2 separate regions of the Danio rerio genome follow, and region 2 is linked to region 1. The links are chromatin contacts, called in public Hi-C maps. All regions are on one chromosome and are shown on one strand. The core of a region is the stretch at or near the end of the contact, and the rest is flanking DNA. Distances in the headings are between cores, read along the strand shown.

Region 1 (3,604 bases), core at 64-2,563:
CCATCTGTTAATCTTGTGCTATGCTTAATTGTAAAATCAGACATGAGACTTGTTCCTTTAAGCTTCATCGGCTAAGTAAATCGAAAAAAATATATAATATTCATATTTTGTTTGCCTATTTAAAATGTAAAGTTAAAGGAATGTCTGACAAAAAGGTAGTTTGATAAAGACTTCCATTTACTGAGGGGTTATTTGTGCATAATCACCGCACCACATTTTTGCAAGTATAATATTGCCATTTTTGCACTTTAAGCTAAAAGATGACATATGCTCATGTTTATTTCTTTCTCTGAGCATGCAAACCAAACAGCACATGTTCTATCAAAAAAAAAAAAAAAAACGTAAAAAAATAAATAAATGAAATATAATCAGTAATAAAAACAACAATAAATCAAGCATGTCTTATGGTGCAAAAGTAACTTTACATGATTTTACTTTGACAAGGATTAAATGCAGACTTCTGGAAGGGAGGCATATTAGACAACAACCATTTTATCTCGATTGTTTTTTATTCATAGTCTTCGTTGAGGCCAAAATTGAAACAAAGTTTTTTATTAATTGCACATTAATGGTTACTATTATGTGGACTTAAAGTGACTGACATTATAAACTTGACTTAAAGTGACTGACATTATTCTTTGAAATGTAGTCTTGCCCAGTAAGCCTGGCTGGAAAATTAAAGCATAATTTTATTTTGGAGGTGATTAAATTATTGGTGGGGACATTTTAATAATCTGTGGATGCTTTTTTTCGTTATCTCCTCCGTCCATGCTTATTCTACACCCTTGGGATATTAAAACAGGTTCTTCACACCAAGATTAAAAAATAATATTTTAATAACTGTTTGATCAAAAGTTCTTTGTTAAACTCAAAATGTTTTTTTAATAGTCACAAAAACCATTATGAAAGCCACTGAAAGAAAATGTATTATTGTTTTTTTGGCACCACATTCAAAAGGAAACAATTTTTTTATTGAATTAAACAGATCTCTTAATTCCTAAATTGCCCTCATATTTTTATTTAAGTGTCTTTTTTATAGCCTTGTCGAAGCACTTAAAATTTTTTCAAGTACCCCCTGGAGCCTGTTTAAAGGTCCTGAGAGGTTTGGAATCACCGGTTTAAAATATGCTTTGAACATAAAATTTAATGTAGCACACCTTTATGCCTGTACATTTGTTTTTCACATCCGCCAATCCAGCAGGCTGTGGTCCTTCACTTTCGCTCGCTTTTCCAGCATGGAGCCTGGTGTCAGACACAATAACATATACTGGAGACAACTTAACCTTCGACCCCTCACACTCTTTGAAATCAGTAGACAATCACAGCATAGCTGACAGGGCAAGAGTTACTCCCCTCTCCCCCGCGTCACTCTGAAAGAGGAGAGAAACGCTGGGCAAAAACAACATGAAAGACAGCAGGCTGTTTCTCGCAGTAATAAATGACATGGAATTTGGTCAGTTGAACCTCGCGGCTCATACACAAACATGCAGGACGGTGGAAAAAGCAAATCAATCTGGGGTTTTCGAGCAGTTATTCTGGAATTGTAGATTGCAACCTGACAATTTATTGCAGATAAGTTTTTAATGGGTCGCTGAATTAAAATGAGTCTAATCATGAATTCGTGTAACATAAATATGATTATTTAATAAAGGAAAATGAAAACAGATCTGGTGATGCGGAGGCATAGTAGGTAGTGCTGTCGCCTCACAGCAAGAAGGCCGCTGGGTCAGTTGCCGTTTCTGTGTGCAGTTTGCATGTTCTTCCCGCGTTCTTTGCGTGGGTTTCCTCCGCTTACTTCGGGTTCTTAGAGATGGGTTGCTGCTGGAACGACATTCGCTGTGTAAAACATATGCTGGATAAGTTGGCGGTTCATTCTGCTGTGGCAACCTCAGATTAATAAGGGGGCTAAGCCGAAAATAAAATGAATGAATGAGTGATTACAAATCTATTGTATTATACTGTATTTAAGTTTAAAGAGACTACAGTCAAATTAGACATGCCAGCGCAAATGGTTCGAGTTACATGTTCTGATGCTTAAAATACAAGGAGAACATATAGAAAACTAAATAAGGATATGAATGTTTGATTGCAGTCAGGATAGGCATGGTTTGTGATCATCATAATGTGATATTTTGCTGTGAAGTACTGTTCATGCTAGTATTACTGCTCTATAAAGTTTATTAAAACTTTAGACAAAATTTAAAAAGTGCATGCATGTTTTTTGTGCATATATTAGGGCTGCACAATATATCATTTTATTAATATCGCAATGTGTGCATCCACAATAGTCACATCGCAGGATCTGCAGTGTCGAGTTGGAATTATAGTTGACCAGGAGCCATATAGTCATTGAAGATTTTTCCCATACTGGAGCAAAAGTTGATCATTTACATGTTGTTTTTAAGGCTTGGCTGCGACTGTTTGACCCTATTAAGAGAGTTAAAATATTTCAGGCACAAGAAATTGTATATTTTGTGACTTTTTAATAATTTAATTGATTATTAAGATATTAAAGATATTATTTCTTTAATTATTTATACAATGAAGTCTATGCAGTGCTATTTTACTTGCTAAATAGAGGTCATCTGGTGAAATTGTATTCATATCACAATATATATATATATATATATATATATATATATATATATATATATATATATATATATATATATATATATATATATATATATATATATATATATATATATATATTGCAGAAAAACAAAACAAATTTTATCATTATCGTGCCGCCCTAGCATACAGTATATGACGACTAGCACGACTAGCAGTGCGATGTGACTGCATATCGGCACTGGTGGGAAGTGTGTGTTGGCGTTGCGTTTAGACAACAGTTCGACGGCATAATCATGTATGTAAAAAAGAAAATCAAACATGGAAAGTCTATAAACCCTTTTGTATGAGGAACTACTTTCTTCCACCAATCTATCACACCTGGAGCTAACTCAGAACAGCAGAAGCCGTTAGTAATTCACCAATGTCACTTTAGAGCTAGTATTTCAATAATTCTCTAGCGTAATGTCTAAAGTGATGACAAAACAGCTGATTTTGCTCACATTTTAAGATTATTCATACTTAACAGCACATTCCCGATATGCAAGTTCCATCTCACACTCAATACACTACAATTATATCATATAAATACAGTACTACAATATACAAAAGTGAGAGATCGACTTAGAATATCACTTACCAGTTTAATAACTATTTGATCAGCTGTAGTTTGAAATTACGCTGTTTTAGCTTCTAATAATAATAATCGCCATCTTGTAAATAGACAATGTCTTTGTTCTGCTCAATGACAGGCTAATGGCCGCCTACGGGCTGCCTCAGAAATTATAAATATTTTAAAATAGGCACTATCCTTATAAATAAACTGCATAGTTGCAATTTAAACAACTACATTCTTGACCAAAAAGCCTTAAAAGTAAATTATGTTGTCCAACAGCTGCAATATTTGTCAAACTGTAGAGTGTCCTCTGCTTGTTGCTGTATGTTGGCAGAGTAATACACAAGGGTGAAGAGGCGGTATGAGTGCTGTTACTGGGAGAATATCGCACAAATATCAGCCAATCAGATTCAGAAA
Region 2 (3,894 bases), core at 517-3,016, 68 kb before region 1:
GATAGATAGATAGATAGATAGATAGATAGATAGATAGATAGATAGATAGATAGATAGATAGATCTCACGTGGGAAATTTCAGATATTAATTCGCAATAACATCACTTTTGATGTTTTGTCCCTCAGGCCAATCCGGCAGAAGCGGTCAGATGTCAATTAAAGTCAGCATGGGTGTCTGTGGCGCGGCTCTTGTTCTGAGGGCCGCCTGGCCTGTGGCGCGCGGGCTCCGCTCTCCACGCTGCTGCGCTAATCCGTTTATGGAGCACCTGGGACCGTGGTCGGCAATAACATGCGCTTATCCGTCGCCGCCGCGAAACATGCTCATCTGTGCATAGCAATGCGATAATGCTCACTTCCCGGGAGGACCAGAAGGCCACTTTACCCCTTGATTGAACTGTCGACGTCTCTGCGGGTTGATAACTCCGAGATGACAGTCAGCGTATTTGTCACATTAACCGACAAATCCGACAAAGCGTCATGATCCAGGTTTTTTAAAAGGGAATTTTGTTAAATTATTTTAACTCGTTTTAGGTACACTGTAAAAAAATGCAGGATTTCACACAATTCATTCATGTTGTCATAACACAAATCGAGTATAAAAAAAGTTGATTGAACATAAAACAATTAAGTTGTTCTCAAAATCCCAAGAGTTTTGTAGTTTCAGCTAATTTTAAATAAGCAGTTTTAACACGAAATCTTTTTTTTGTAAGAGTATATATTCGAAGTTCTGTTTGAACTATTGACAGTGTGAAGTTTTGTTCAGTTTGATTGATCAGGGGTCTCTGTGAATGAACGGGGCCTGTTTGACTGACGTGAGTTTCTCAATGAGAAAGAAAAGAAGCTTCAGAGACTGCAGGGAACAGAGGAGGAGCACGTGAGACGGAAAGAGAGAGAGTGAGAGAGAGAGAGAGAGAGAGAGAGAGAGAGAGAGAGAGAGAGAGAGAGAGAGAGAGAGAAATGTAGAGTAATGCAAGCGAATGAGTGGGATGGATGACTATATTGAATGTCTCTGCGTTATAAATAACGTTCTTCGCAATTGTGTTGGTCTCCACAGACAGCTTTTACGGCACTCTCGGCGTCATACCCTGCTGAGACCCCCGCAAGCTGCTCCTTTCATTCTGTAGAGACTCTACTGTCCACATGCATACAATAAATACCTCTGTGTTGTGCAGCTTTTGGGTTTTTACTTGAAATTCGGGGTTTGCATGGGATTCATGTTCGATGCAATAGATAGGCCCGTGGTTGTGGCAGAAGAAAGCAAAACGGTGGAACTTTCCAAACTTTGCGTCCAGCACTTTTTCAATGTTTCGGTTATATGGCACTCCTATCTCAGGTCATGGTGTCTCTTTTTTTATGAGTTGAAATATGTGCATATGATAAGCAAGACAGCCACATTTGCAACTTTTGGAGGGGCTTCCAGGAACAACGTTAAGATCCATTGTTTTATTAAGATCCATTGTACCAAACTACCATTGTTCTATTAAAATAAATATTTTAGAAGGTATTGAAGAAAACATCTGTATTATCTCAACACATCTTCCAATTTGCCCTGCGGCATCACAGTTTATGTCTGAAAGTGTTATCAGTGAAACATCCCCTTGAACTCCCGAGGTCACAACATAAGAAACTTTCAGGATTTAGACCAATCAGCAGGCTTTCCCAGGTCTTTGGATCCTCCCTCTTTGACCAATCACAGTCCTCGCTGGGCAGAAGGAGCCAACAACTCAACAACTGATAAAATGTTTCGCCACTGATCACCGTTTCAATCCACAACAACAAGTGTGTCAACAACAACGGAACCAAGCTTTGAGAGTGTTATCTTCCAAACCGCTTTGAGATAAACCACGATTGAAAACCTGGATATCCGTGAATAACTTCAGAGGACTGGAAGCGACGGTTTGACTTCTGAAGTTGACTTTTTGTTTTCGCCTGAAGACCTCAATACTTAGGCAGTCCACTGACACTTGACGACTAGCGCTTTCTCTTTGGATAACTTTTTCTATCAAGTGCTTCGTGCATCCTTTTTTCGTGCAGAGGAGATATGACCGCATTAGCGGGGGGCATTTCCAGGATGATGCGCCCCACGCCACCCCAAAACTACCCGAGAGGTGGCTATTCCTTGGAGGGTAAGGTGTTAGCTTGCTATAGCACAGCCTACTAGATACATCCGCAAAGTTGTTTTTTAAAGACCTATTTAATCTTATGGATATTTTATTGAAATGACATTACTGAAAATGACATTAATAAAATATTTAATTGTTTATAATTTATTTAGCATTTGTATATAATTAGTAAGTATATTTTAGTCAGTAGGCTAACACTGAAAAACTACATTTAGCTAATTATTTTGAAGCGTCAAAATTACTGAATTAGTTTTTTTTATTACATTGAAAGAAAATCAAGCTGAATCCAGAGAAAACTGCATAATGCAGTCGAAGTGAACTAGTTTTAGTTTAGATTTAGGAAGTCAATATTAGACGTACATTTTGTACAAAGCATTTATTATAAAATATCTTATTTTTAAAAACATTGTCAGTATTGACGTACTTAAGAAATATATTTTAAAATTAAAATATGTAGTAAGAAGTAATGACTTAGATTGCTATTATCATTATTAACCATTGACATTTTACAAGCAGACCAGCTTTTTATTATGGTTAAGTAATATTTCTGAAATACATAACTAATTGTTAATATCAATAGAAGTCGCTTTATTACTGTATAATATTTATATCAGGTCAGTCAAAGGCTGTCAAGTTTTTTTTACGATTATGCTTTCACGTTTAGCTTGCATACAATGTCATTCGCTGACTTTTCCTCTTTTGCTGCAGTCTCTACGCCTTTAGGTCAGGGCCGCGTGAACCAGCTCGGCGGAGTCTTCATAAACGGGCGCCCTTTGCCCAATCACATCCGCCACAAGATAGTAGAGATGGCCCATCACGGCATACGACCGTGCGTCATCTCCCGGCAGCTGCGAGTCTCACACGGATGCGTGTCCAAAATTTTATGCAGGTACCAGGAGACCGGTTCCATTCGGCCCGGGGCTATTGGTGGCAGCAAACCCAAGGTAGGACATCACAATTTAAAGGTCATTTGATGTATTGGTAGTACTGTTTTTTATTACTGACTTCATTATAATGTTTTGGCAGTCTCGTGTACACTTTAAAACATTGTGTTGTTTTAACTGAAATTGGGTAAAATATGGAGTAACCCAAATATTGGGTTAAATTCGGTACTATTAATTATATATAAAAAAAACATGCAATTTGGTTAGTCCCTATTACACCTTTTACAAAATGAAGAGTTTAGTTTTTAGTTCACGGCTAAGTTTCTTTGCTGTCTTTGATTTTGTTCCCATTGTTTAATAAACGTATCTAATGGTTCACACATTAAAAATAATAGTTTTACTGATATACTGTATATGTAAATTAATTATGTGAATTGCTTTTATTAGATTTAAATTCTAATATTAATTTGATTGTTGTATTATTTAAAGCACGCCTAATAACAGAATTTTAATAAAAGTTCCTCCTTGGCTTTCATTTTTGAAGCTAAAATTTTAGGAGCAATACATTTTTTATTTTATTTTACTGAACCTCATGACAACAAACAGAGAAATAAACATCATATTCTGATATAGTAAACAACAGTTTTTATTTAATAAAAACCTTTGTATCATAAGTGAATTGACCATTTTATATAGTGCTGTTAGATATTTTCTAGTTGTTACAAAGATCAGGATCTCAAAATTAAATAAACCATTGTGTTACCATTGCAATAAAAGCAGAGCACAACTCCTGACGTGGAAAAGAAAATCGAAGAATACAAGAGAGAAAATCCAGGGATGTTCAGCTGGGAGATTCGGGATAAACTTCTGAAAGATGGAATCTGCGA

The links. A called contact is a pair of places that touch in the nucleus more often than the background predicts.
Region 2: a contact with region 1 is called in a Hi-C map of embryo, with 1.8 times the contacts expected there. The contact joins the promoter of pax3a here to the enhancer-like site in region 1. A contact is called at or near these places in 2 of 18 Hi-C or Micro-C datasets (both in embryo).

The regions. Positions count from the first base shown.
Region 1 is chr2:50,610,475-50,614,078 of GRCz12tu, reverse strand. No RefSeq gene overlaps it. Among named protein-coding and RNA genes, the nearest start is that of pax3a, 68 kb to the left of the region's middle. Within about 2 kb of position 1,313, at least 17 of the 62 cell types and tissues checked have an H3K27ac peak or open chromatin away from gene starts, as enhancers often do.
Region 2 is chr2:50,678,524-50,682,417 of GRCz12tu, reverse strand. It overlaps pax3a (paired box 3a), which reads left to right and starts at 1,766. Exons shown (of 8, transcript NM_131277.1): 1 at 1,766-2,126; 2 at 2,832-3,067; 3 at 3,785-3,894. The coding sequence starts at 2,042.